Linked DNA regions of Mus musculus: region 2 is linked to region 1. A link is a contact called in public ChIA-PET data. All regions are on one chromosome and are shown on one strand. The core of a region is the stretch at or near the end of the contact, and the rest is flanking DNA. Distances in the headings are between cores, read along the strand shown. Region 1 overlaps Jph3 (junctophilin 3). Region 2 overlaps Fbxo31 (F-box protein 31).

Region 1 (5,096 bases), core at 869-3,368:
ACAGGGCGTTAATTACAGGACAACATTGGGGCAGGGTGTTCCAGACTGGGAGGGGCTGGATGGAGGCTCCACCCACCCTGCACCTGGGAGGGAGTGGGGGGTGGGCCTTCAGGAAGGTGGTTGGTAATGAAGTGAGACTGGCGTCCTGAGGTTTTAAATGCGTTTATTAAGTAAAGGAGCAGAGGAATCCAAGTCTCCCTTGCTTCAGGTGGGAAATCTGATTTAAAGTTACATTCATTAGAGAGGATTTGTTGCCAGTGTTTGATGAACCAAGCCGTTTCCAACTAAAGAGACCCAAGGCAAGAGCAGCCAGCACTCTGGAGGGAACTCTGGTGACAGCCCCTCCTCTTCCGCAAAGCAGTCAGTCTCATTAACGAGTGGTTTACATGCACCAAGAGAAGAAAAAGATGAGAGAAAGGTAAAGCAGATGACCGCTGATGCAGTTTACACAAAGGCATCTACAGCAGTGTCCTGGCCACGGGAAGCGCAGTGGAGTCCTCGGGTCATCTGGGTGGCTTTCCTTCAGGGGTAGTGAATGGTGTAAGCAGCAGGCTCCATCTAGAACATTCAGGATTGGCCTGCTGGGAGGGAGGTAGAGAGGGCCAACCTGTAGGCAACAGCAGAGCCAGGAACTCCAGCCCAGAGAGCCCCTGAGGATGAGGGCGTCATCTGTGCTCCCATCCTCAGCTGTAGGTTCTGATGGCTATGGCTGCATGGTCTCGTGCAGCTAGGGCTGCTCCCAGTGGGCAGTGCGCAAGCTGTGGGTCTTAACGAGCAACAGGGACTTGCCAGACATTGGGCCTTGTGATGGGGCTGTCTGTACACCACGTCATGCTACCCGCTGTGCCCTGAGTCTTCAGCCTGTATCCAGTGACTGCTTACCCACGCTGTATGGTAGTATCTGCCTCATGGACTCAGAATGGCCTGCAAGAGCCTTTTGTTGGAGGTAAGTTGGTGGGGACACCCCTACATAGAGTGGATGTTGGCCGAGGGAGAGAGTAGAACCCCTTCGGTGGGAAAGGTTGAACCGTACCCCACGGCTTTACTTAAACTTATCTCCACGTCTGCACAGTGCAGTGAGGGTCGGGGGATGGGGCGCTGCTGTGACTTAAGGACACAGGACCCTCAGCAGCCTCATACATCACCCTTGAAGAGACAGCTCCGGCAGTAGGCTGACATTTACCAGAACTGAGACAAGGTCTTCAAGGCAGACAGAAAGCATGCTAGCGGGCATGCCAACACAGGAGGGGGACCAACATCCACCGGAGACCTATGTGCAGCTGGGTGGGGAAGGTCAAAGGCCAGGATGAGTTTGTGTGATGGAGTGGGAAGTGTTTGCACCTTGACCTGTGGTCTGGGGCAGACAGGCAAAAGGCCATCCCAGAAGTGAGGTAGCTGTGAGGTGGCTGGCTGCCTTGCCTGTTCTAGCAACCTTGGAAACACTTGGCCTGTGTCCTCACCCCCACAGCCCACCTTCTGTGGAGTGCACCCCCTCCCCCCTTATGTAGTCATGGTGAGTCTGAGGTTTGGGAAGGAGCTAAGACAGCAGACTCCCAGGATGCACTTGGGCCCTGGCCATATTAGGGGAGGCATAAGAAAGCAGCCTCCGGGAGTGGCATGTACTGTAGTCTGGAGAGCACTCAGCCCTCCACATGAGGACTCTGCCGCCGCCCTTGTTCACACACATGCTGCCAGGCAGGCCTTGTCTAGCTCCTCAGAAGGGGAAGGCTTGGGCCATGCGGCCATGTTCCCAGTATTCATACTGGAATGCAGCTTAGCTGTTTGAACAAAGCCAGCTATATGTTTTCTTCTTTCAAGGCCAGCAGGGTGCATAGGACAGATGAATCTTGGCATTCAGGGACACTTGGTTGTCCTGATGTGTGTTTGGCCTGCAGCTGGACCTTAGCGAGACAGCAGAGCTAAGGGCTCACAACCCCTTCTGGATGCTCACCCACTGTAGTGGTGAAGTGGTGGCACAGGGCTGTTGGGTGTCAGGAAGTGGCCTGGGTGGCTGTCAGCTGACTGCGCGATGTGGAAACATGCTGGAATAGGAACTTGTGCTCAGCTTCGCAGCCAGAGACTTCTCTAGAGGAAGACACGAGCAGGAGGAGCCAGTAAAGCTAAGCTTAAACAGGAAGAGAATGTAACATCCCACATCCTCTCTTACAGAACGTCACAGAGGGGATGGAATAAGCAGCCACACGGCCTTTGGAGCAGGGCTGTACAGATGTAAGGTAGGATGTGTCTGATGTCTGTGCAGGGGTTACTGCCTCGAAGATCTCTGGAGGGTAACCACGAACTCAAACTATCTCTTGTCTCCTGTTCATCACTGGGCATCTGAGCATTCTGGGCTCCCAGCAGTGTCTTCAGTCTCCCTGAGGGTGTCTAAGCTGGACCTGTTTGTCCAGTGAGCAAGAACACTCTGGAAGTGGGATACGTGGCTGTCCTCTGCTTGCCCTGGGTACCAACCTGGCCACTAGTGACCATGGGCTGTGGTTCCTGGGATAAGTGTGGATGTGGAGGAGCCTTTTTCAGGTGTCTGTCAGGATGTCATAGAAAACAGTCTGTCCGTGCTGCCTGAGATCCTGTGCATGGCCCGTGCGTTGTGGTAGCTGTGGAATTTCTGACCACCACCACCACCATCATGACCAGTCAGCCGATGCTCTGTGCTGCTGCCTGGTGTGTGTGTGTGTGTGTGTGTGTGTGTGTGTGTGAGACTTTGGGACTCCCTCCATATGTGCAAGAGTGAGTCTGCAACGTGCAGGACTCAGTGCTCAACAGCTGTACAGCCATGTTGCAGGCACCAAGGGCCTTGGGTGTCAGGAACGATTTCCCTTCACCCTGGAAAAAAGTGTGTCTTCTGAGGCTAGGCTGGATCTCAGTTAAAACTCATGACACGTGGTGTGCCCAGGAGCCAGAGTGACACTGTCCTGTCCCCGCCAGCTACCATCCTCATCTTGCTCAGCATGCTGCAGGCTCTGCAGGGGCAGGAGAACGGTAGCCACAGGCTGCAGCAAGGTGTCCCCTTCCCTGCCTGCCAGCCTGTTGGATCCTTCAGGATCCAGTGTGCTTAGTCTCCATCACCTGCCTGGAACCAACTCTACCGCACACTACAGCCAGGTCGGGATGCCAGGCTGTAGACTCTGGGCTATGGTAAGATCACTCATAGCAAGTGAGTGGGTGGGCGCTGTCCCCTGCCAATGCCCCTTAAGCACACTTGGGCTGTGCTGTGTGAGTGTGTCAGGTGATGTGAGTAGGTACCCTGATGGGCAAGGAGCTTCTGGGATGCACACTGAGCCCCTCGCGTCTGCAGACAAATACAATTCACATAGCCCAGTATGGACGGCTCTCATGGCTGCAAAGAGCAGGAATCTTTATTTGGTTCACGCCAGATCTGCAGCAACCACTTGATATTAAAAAAAGGTGAAGGGAAAAGTACGCTGTACAAAAAAGATGGAACCCCTTAGAAACCAGAAATGCATCGGGTCACCTGCTGAACCTCACTCTCCCTTCAACCTCCCCGGATCCAAACCAGCTCCAGGAGGAGGGACAGGCGGTGGACAGGGAACAGCGTGGATAACGGAAACAAGAAAGCTGAGCGTCGCTGGAACATGCTCTAATCTGTAGTTTATTTCTGGTTAAAAATATAGCAATCCAGTGCACTGTAGTAAAGAAATCTGCTCAAAAGGTAGCAGAGAACACAAGCAAAGCAAGGCGGAGTCCGTAAGACAGACGGGCGGGCGCACCCAAGGAGACTGACGGAGCCACGGGGGCCAGGCGGGCTGGCATCCCTTATTCATTTGTTTGGATGAGGGAACAACCCTGGTAGAGAAGGCAGAGACATGAGGAACCTGTTGTTTGACTGAAACAAGTTACATTGGACATCCGGGAGTGCTGGGTATGCAACGGGGCCCAGGGCATTCTAGCCACTGGCTTCAACCACATTCCTGTCCCGGGACCAGACTCTCTGGAGTAGCTCTGAGGCATCTGGAGGGAATATGCATATCTGTTAGGGGAAGTCGAGGCAGGCACAGTGCAAAGATGTGAGACCCCGTGGAGGTCAGTGAGAGGTGACGTCCTCCGTGGGGCGCCACTGCCAGGGACACGGAAGCCTGAATATACATCCTGCATACTAGGTGCAAAACGAACGGCACATGCTCAGACAGAACCCAGGCGTGCTGTCAGGCAGTCCGGGGCATGTGGGCCATAGCCCCCTTGGCATCAGGGCTCAGATGTGCCCGGCCAGGTCGGGGTCAGCCCTGGACGTCTGCAGCATGGCCTCCCTGGGTCTGGAGGGAGGATGGCTGGACAGGGCCAACAATGAGTGAGCGGAGGACAGCAGGGAACAGACTTTGCCTTAAGACTCAGTGTGGGAAGGAGGCCTCCTTAGGAGAGCCTTGGGGCAGTGCCAAGAAGAGGGATCATGGTCTTTTCTGGGAAGAAGAGCAGGGGCTTTCCTCTCCCTCCACAGGTACGCAGCACAGACTCCATGGAGACAGAGGCCAGGACACCCTGTCCCTGGGCCTGGGCCCACACTCCCAGCTACTCACACAGCTGCACTCCCTGGCTGCCCTCCCCCTCTCCCGGCTTGCCGGGCACCCCGGTCAAGGCGCCACCTTCCTCCACACCTGGCGGGAAACATGAAGGTCCCGATCTTTTGGCCACTGGTTTGCCCGGACCCGCTCACACCAAGCTGGACGGGTGGCATGCCGGCCTCCTCCTTCCAGGCCACACAGCATTGTGTTATACAAGCAAAGAATTTTGGCTAAAATCCAAAAAAACATTACCCAGAAAAAAAGGCAAACTGTGATTGATACCCAATCATGTTGTTCTTCTGTGGAAGGACAGGCGCCGTGGGGCTGTCCCGAGTCATGGAGCCCCCTCCATGTTTTGCTTTTAGCGTCCCTTTTGTACATCATCGCTTCCGTGGTCACACCGATCTTGTCAGATGAAAAAGTTAATAAACAAAATGGCGACTCCAATGTTGAGCAGGATCACCATGACGACCAAGATGGGAGCTGAGCCCTGGAACAGAGAGGACAGGCGAGAGTGAGGCCAGTGCAGGGCCTCGGTACACACAGTGCCTGATGGAGAGG
Region 2 (4,764 bases), core at 445-2,944, 220 kb after region 1:
AACTGTGTTTGTGCCCCGAGGAAAGGAAGAGCTGTAAATATATCCTAGTCCCCAGAGCAGCAAGAGCGGGGACCTCAAATACCTGCCCTTGCCTGACAGACTCTGTGGTTCAGCCTCTACCCAGGTCTGCTGCTGGCCAGTTCTGATGCCGCGTGCCTAAGTGTGCTTCCTCACAGCAGTGCAGGGCTGCTGAGTTGAGACCTCTCAGCTGTTTGTTCATACAGGGGCTGATAAGATGGCCCTGTCAATACAGCACCTGCCGCCAAACTTGATGCCCTGCGCCAAACTTGATGCCCTGCGTTCACTCCCTGGATCCCACCCTGCAGGAGTCCCGTAGGCAGTGTCCTGACTGCAGTGACACTGTAGTTCCACCCTTTACAGTGGTGTGGTTGGGAGTCGACTGTGGGATTGCTCTGCGAGGAGAGGCTAATAATGCCCCCACTGTTCCCAGCTTGACTGTCAGGATGAACGCTGTTGCTTTGTTAAGTAGCTGAGCTTGGGAGATGCTGTTTAGGGATATTTAATGTCCAGTGGATGTGTTGAGCCCACCAGTGGAAGGGGCACAGCAGAAAACACAGACTGTTAGAGAAATAGAAGGACAGGGTCTGTCCACGTCCTGGAGGAACGAAGGCTCTGAGTTGAGTTTCCTCCCTCGCCTTCCAGTCTCACACCTCCCTGGGGAAGCAGTTCAGCTCTTGGGTGTTATTATTATTTTAAGATGTATTTGTTTTATGTGAGTCCATTGTCGCTATCTTCAGACACATCAGAAGAGGATGTCAGATCTCATTACAGATGGTTGTGAGCCACCATGTGGGTGCTGGGAATTGAACTCGGGACCTCTGGAAGAACAGTCAGTGCTCTTAACCACTGAGCCATCTCTCCAGCCTGCTGATGTATTTTTATGCTTTTGTTCTTGGTTGGTTTCTTGTGAGGCAAGATCCCATGCACTCTGTAGCCTAGGGTGTCCTCAAACTTGGACAAATCCTCCTGCCTCAGCTTCCTGGGTGCTGAGATTACAAATGTGAGCCGCCATGCCTGGCTTCAGGTTTTTGTTGGTGGGTGGTGGCTTAAGGATCAAACCCAGATCTTTGTACCTGATGTAGGTGAGCACGCTACTATGGGGCTTTGGGCTTGACTTCCAGCTTTTATTTATTTATTTATTTATTTTTGAGACAGGTTCTTGGTTTGTGGTCCTAGTTGGCCTTGACCGCCGAGGTGCGGTGCTGGGTGGGTACATCAGATTTAAACCTGTTTCACTTTTTGTGAGACAGGCCTCATGTGGTACCCCAAGCTGGATTCGAACCACCCCTTCTGAAGTGGGATGACAGGGGTGTACCATCAACACAGATAAGGCATTTAAGAGTTAACTTCCACATACCACCTGTGTGGCCTTTCACTTGGCTGCAGAGGCTGTACTAGGTTTTTTTTTTTTTTTTTTTGTTTTTGTTTTGTTTTGTTTTTTGTTTTAAGGCTGCTTCACTGCTGAGCTTGAGTCTGTCTCTGCAGGCTTAAGGGAAGGCTGGCCTTGCCACAGGGAGTGGGTGGGGCTGGGTGATTGGCTCTCAGAGACAGCCACAGGGCATCTGAAGAACTGGGTGTGTCTTCCTTCTGGGCAGAGTGTAAACACAGCCATGCAGCACAGACTGTCTGAAGCCCACACACCCCCCTCTCCCTTCGGAGACTCCTGGGCCTGGCCACTGTGAGTCACTGTCCTCTGGCAGCTGTCCAGCTGTCCCCAGTGGCGAGGGAAAGGCTAGCCAGGACTCATAAGCCTGGCACTGGTGTCCCATGTCCCATGACCTCTGAAGGGCCCAGGAAAGCCTCCTCAGAGACTGCAGACGAATGGGGGCTCTGCCCACCATGGCCCCCACTCTGCAGGTGTCTGGGGTGACCCATGCTACTTGTGAGAGTAGACTGGGCTTCCTGACACTGTGTCCTGGAGATGAAGGTTGCTCGCCTTCTGCTGGCTGCTTGAGAGGTCATGTTGACCTGTGCGTGCATTTCGACTGGTCTGTCTGTCAGCCCCTGAATGTTCAGGTGTTCATGGACAGTGCGGGAGCTTGATGTTCTCTAGGAGTGCTATTCTGGGTTTGCTTTGTTATAAGGTTGAGTGTCCAGGATGGGGAGGCTGCTCAGTGGTTAGAGCACCAGCAGCTCTGCAGGAAGGATCTGGGTTCATTCAGTCACATGGTCTGCACAACCCACCCTCAGCCCAGCTCCAGGGGATCAGTGTCCTCTTCCGGCCTCCGCGGTGTACCACGTGCATACATGCAAGCCAAGTGCTCATAAACGTGAAATAAAAACAAAGAAATGTTTTAAAAAAAGAAACGAGAGCTGGCTTAGCAGCTAAGAGCAGTGGTGAGAACCCAGGCCTGATTCCCAGCACCCGCATGGTGGCTCACCATCTTCTGTAGCTCCAGTCTCGGGGGGGACCCCACATGCTTTTCTGGCCTCAATGGGCACCACACACACTCTTGGTGCATAGACATATGTGTAGGCAGAACACTTCATACATATTAAAATAAATGAATCTAAAAAAGGGGCTTGGGGAGACAAGTGTTTCTTGCAGCCACTGCAATGGCTGAGTCCAGTGCTGTGCCTGAACAGACAGACGTCTGTGTTTGAAGTGAAGCCGTGTATGGAGGGGTGACCTGAGTGTCCACCCTGTCGCTGGTGAGTTCATCTGTCAGCATCGAGCTCATGGCCTGGATGAGGAATCTGCCCCTGAGGGCCTTTTGGGCGTCCAGTTTCTCTTGCTGGCCCCTTGTCCGTGCCCAGAGCCAACTCTGCTGTCTGTGAGGGACTTCTGGGATATACATCAAGGGAGAGAGACATTTGGGAACAGTGACACTAAGTCCCCAGTGACTGCAAGATGAGACCGTCTGCAGGGAGCAGCCTTGCAGGCTGGCCTTACTGGGTAGAAGTCTGTGTCCAGAGGCTGCAGCCCTGCAGTAGATGCCTGACAGATTGACTGTAGACCAGGCTGGCCTTGAACTTACAGAGATCCACCTCCCCCCACCCCCCACCTTCCGAGTGCTGGAATCAAAGGTGTGTGCCGCCACACTCAGGAGACTGGGGTAGGAGGACCACAGCCTGAGGTAAGGCTTTGCTGACTGTAAGGCCACGCTTCCAGAAGGCCCACACATGCTCATCTCTAAAATCCAGTTTCCCTTGGGTGTCTGCGCTCAGCTCAGGGATGGCAGCTCATCCTTGAAGTACATTTGTCGTCCCTGCAAACTGAGGGAGTGTCTCAGTTAGCATGTCACTGCTATGAACAGATTCCATGACCAAGAGTTATAAAAGACAAGAGTTAATTGGGGCTGGCTTACAGGTTCAGAGGTTCAGTCCATTATCATCAAGGTGGGAGCATGGCAGCATCCAGGCAGGCATGGTGCAGAAGGAGCTGAGAGTTCTACATCTTCATCTGAAGGCTGCTCAGAGAAGAATGGCTTCCAGGCAGCTTTTTTTTTTTTTTTAAATGTATATAGGTACACTGTAGCTGACTTCAGACACACCAGAAGAGGGCTTCAGATCTCATTACGGATGGTTGTGAGCCACCATGTGGTTGCTGGGATTTGAACTCCGGACCTTCAGAAGAGCAGTCAGTGCTCTTAACCACTGAACCATCTCTCTAACCCCTAGGATGAGGGTCTTAAAGACCACACCCATAGTGACACACCTACCCCTACAGGGCCACACCTTCCAATAGTGCCACTCCCTGGGCTGAGCATATATAAACCATCACAGGCAGTGTTGGGGTTCAGTGTTGCCCCGCAGCTCCTCCTCATTTTGCTCGTGTCTATGAAAGTGCTGCACCATTTCCTACAGAAGCGGAAGGAATCTCATGGTGTTTGTGGGTCGTGGGTTTACACAGTGTCAGGTCCTCAAAGATAGTAGTGTGGGTCAGAGAAGTTTCTCGGCATGTCTGTCATTCACTCTTTGTGTTTGGCTGATGTGAAGGGCACATGAACAAGAAGCTTGGCACCCCCGGAGACCCTGCTGCCAGCTCCTCAGTCCTGAGCCTGGCCTCAGACACGCTGGGCCACGGGGAGTTGAATTTTCTGTTGGCCTGGGGCGCTGCAGGTTTGTAGACTGCCTGCTCTCTGCCCATGCGCACCACAAGCCCTCCCAGGGTCTGGTGCTTTCCGCCCATGCGCACCACACGCCCTCCCAGGGTCTGTCTCTCGCCATGCTACCTTTGGAGGGGTGGGCGCTTCCGGAAGAGAACCACCTGTACCACGGCAATATGGAACACGGAAAGAGAAAAACTGCCAACCTGCAGCGCTAAATAAAGTCATTGCTTAAGGAGCGCTGTGCACCCGGCTGCGCTGGCTCAAGATTTCGTCCCTAGCGCCATGCAGACAAAACAAACAAAACCCAAACCAGGACCGTCCTCGGGGCTGAGCCTGATTTGGAGTGGCAGTGAGCACTTGTTAGCGTTCCTGGAAGCGGAGACGGGTCCCACCTAGCCGCCGACCAGGGTCTGGTGCGAGAGCTAAGCTAAGGGCAGCTGCTTTTGATGACTTGTGGGAAGGTTGCACAACCGTGCCAGGATGTGGGATTGATTGCTCTTAGCCCTCTGTGGACAGGAGGAGCGCTGGGGTCAGAGTGACTCTGCTCTTGTGACTTGGCTCTTCTCTGGCGGTGGGTGAGAAGGAAAAACCCACAGTGGCTCGCTGCCTTCGCCGGTACTGCGGCGGCACACACTTGGCAGCTTTCTGTTCTGACGCGGTTAGGCTGTAGAAGAAGACTGAGTCACTGAGG

The links. ChIA-PET counts read pairs in DNA pulled down with a chosen protein or histone mark.
Region 2: an RNA polymerase II ChIA-PET map of memory CD8 T cells shows a contact between it and region 1, with 5 read pairs. The contact joins two enhancer-like sites. A contact is called at or near these places in 2 of 484 Hi-C or Micro-C datasets (embryonic stem cells and neutrophils), 2 of 115 datasets of contacts at active chromatin or transcription factors (embryonic stem cells and memory CD8 T cells) and 1 of 9 other capture datasets (adipose tissue).

Annotation. Positions count from the first base shown.
Region 1 is chr8:121,789,328-121,794,423 of GRCm38.p6, reverse strand. Jph3 (junctophilin 3) reads right to left here. Exons shown (of 5, transcript NM_020605.3): 5 at 3,341-5,025. The coding sequence ends at 4,945. Among named protein-coding and RNA genes, the nearest start is that of Klhdc4, 38 kb to the left of the region's middle. Within about 2 kb of position 2,118, at least 104 of the 459 cell types and tissues checked have an H3K27ac peak or open chromatin away from gene starts, as enhancers often do. A contact at or near this core is called in adipose tissue and memory CD8 T cells, where this site is marked.
Region 2 is chr8:121,570,366-121,575,129 of GRCm38.p6, reverse strand. All of the region lies in intron 1 of Fbxo31 (F-box protein 31), which reads left to right. Among named protein-coding and RNA genes, the nearest start is that of Fbxo31, 6.1 kb to the left of the region's middle. Within about 2 kb of position 1,694, at least 112 of the 459 cell types and tissues checked have an H3K27ac peak or open chromatin away from gene starts, as enhancers often do. A contact at or near this core is called in adipose tissue and memory CD8 T cells, where this site is marked.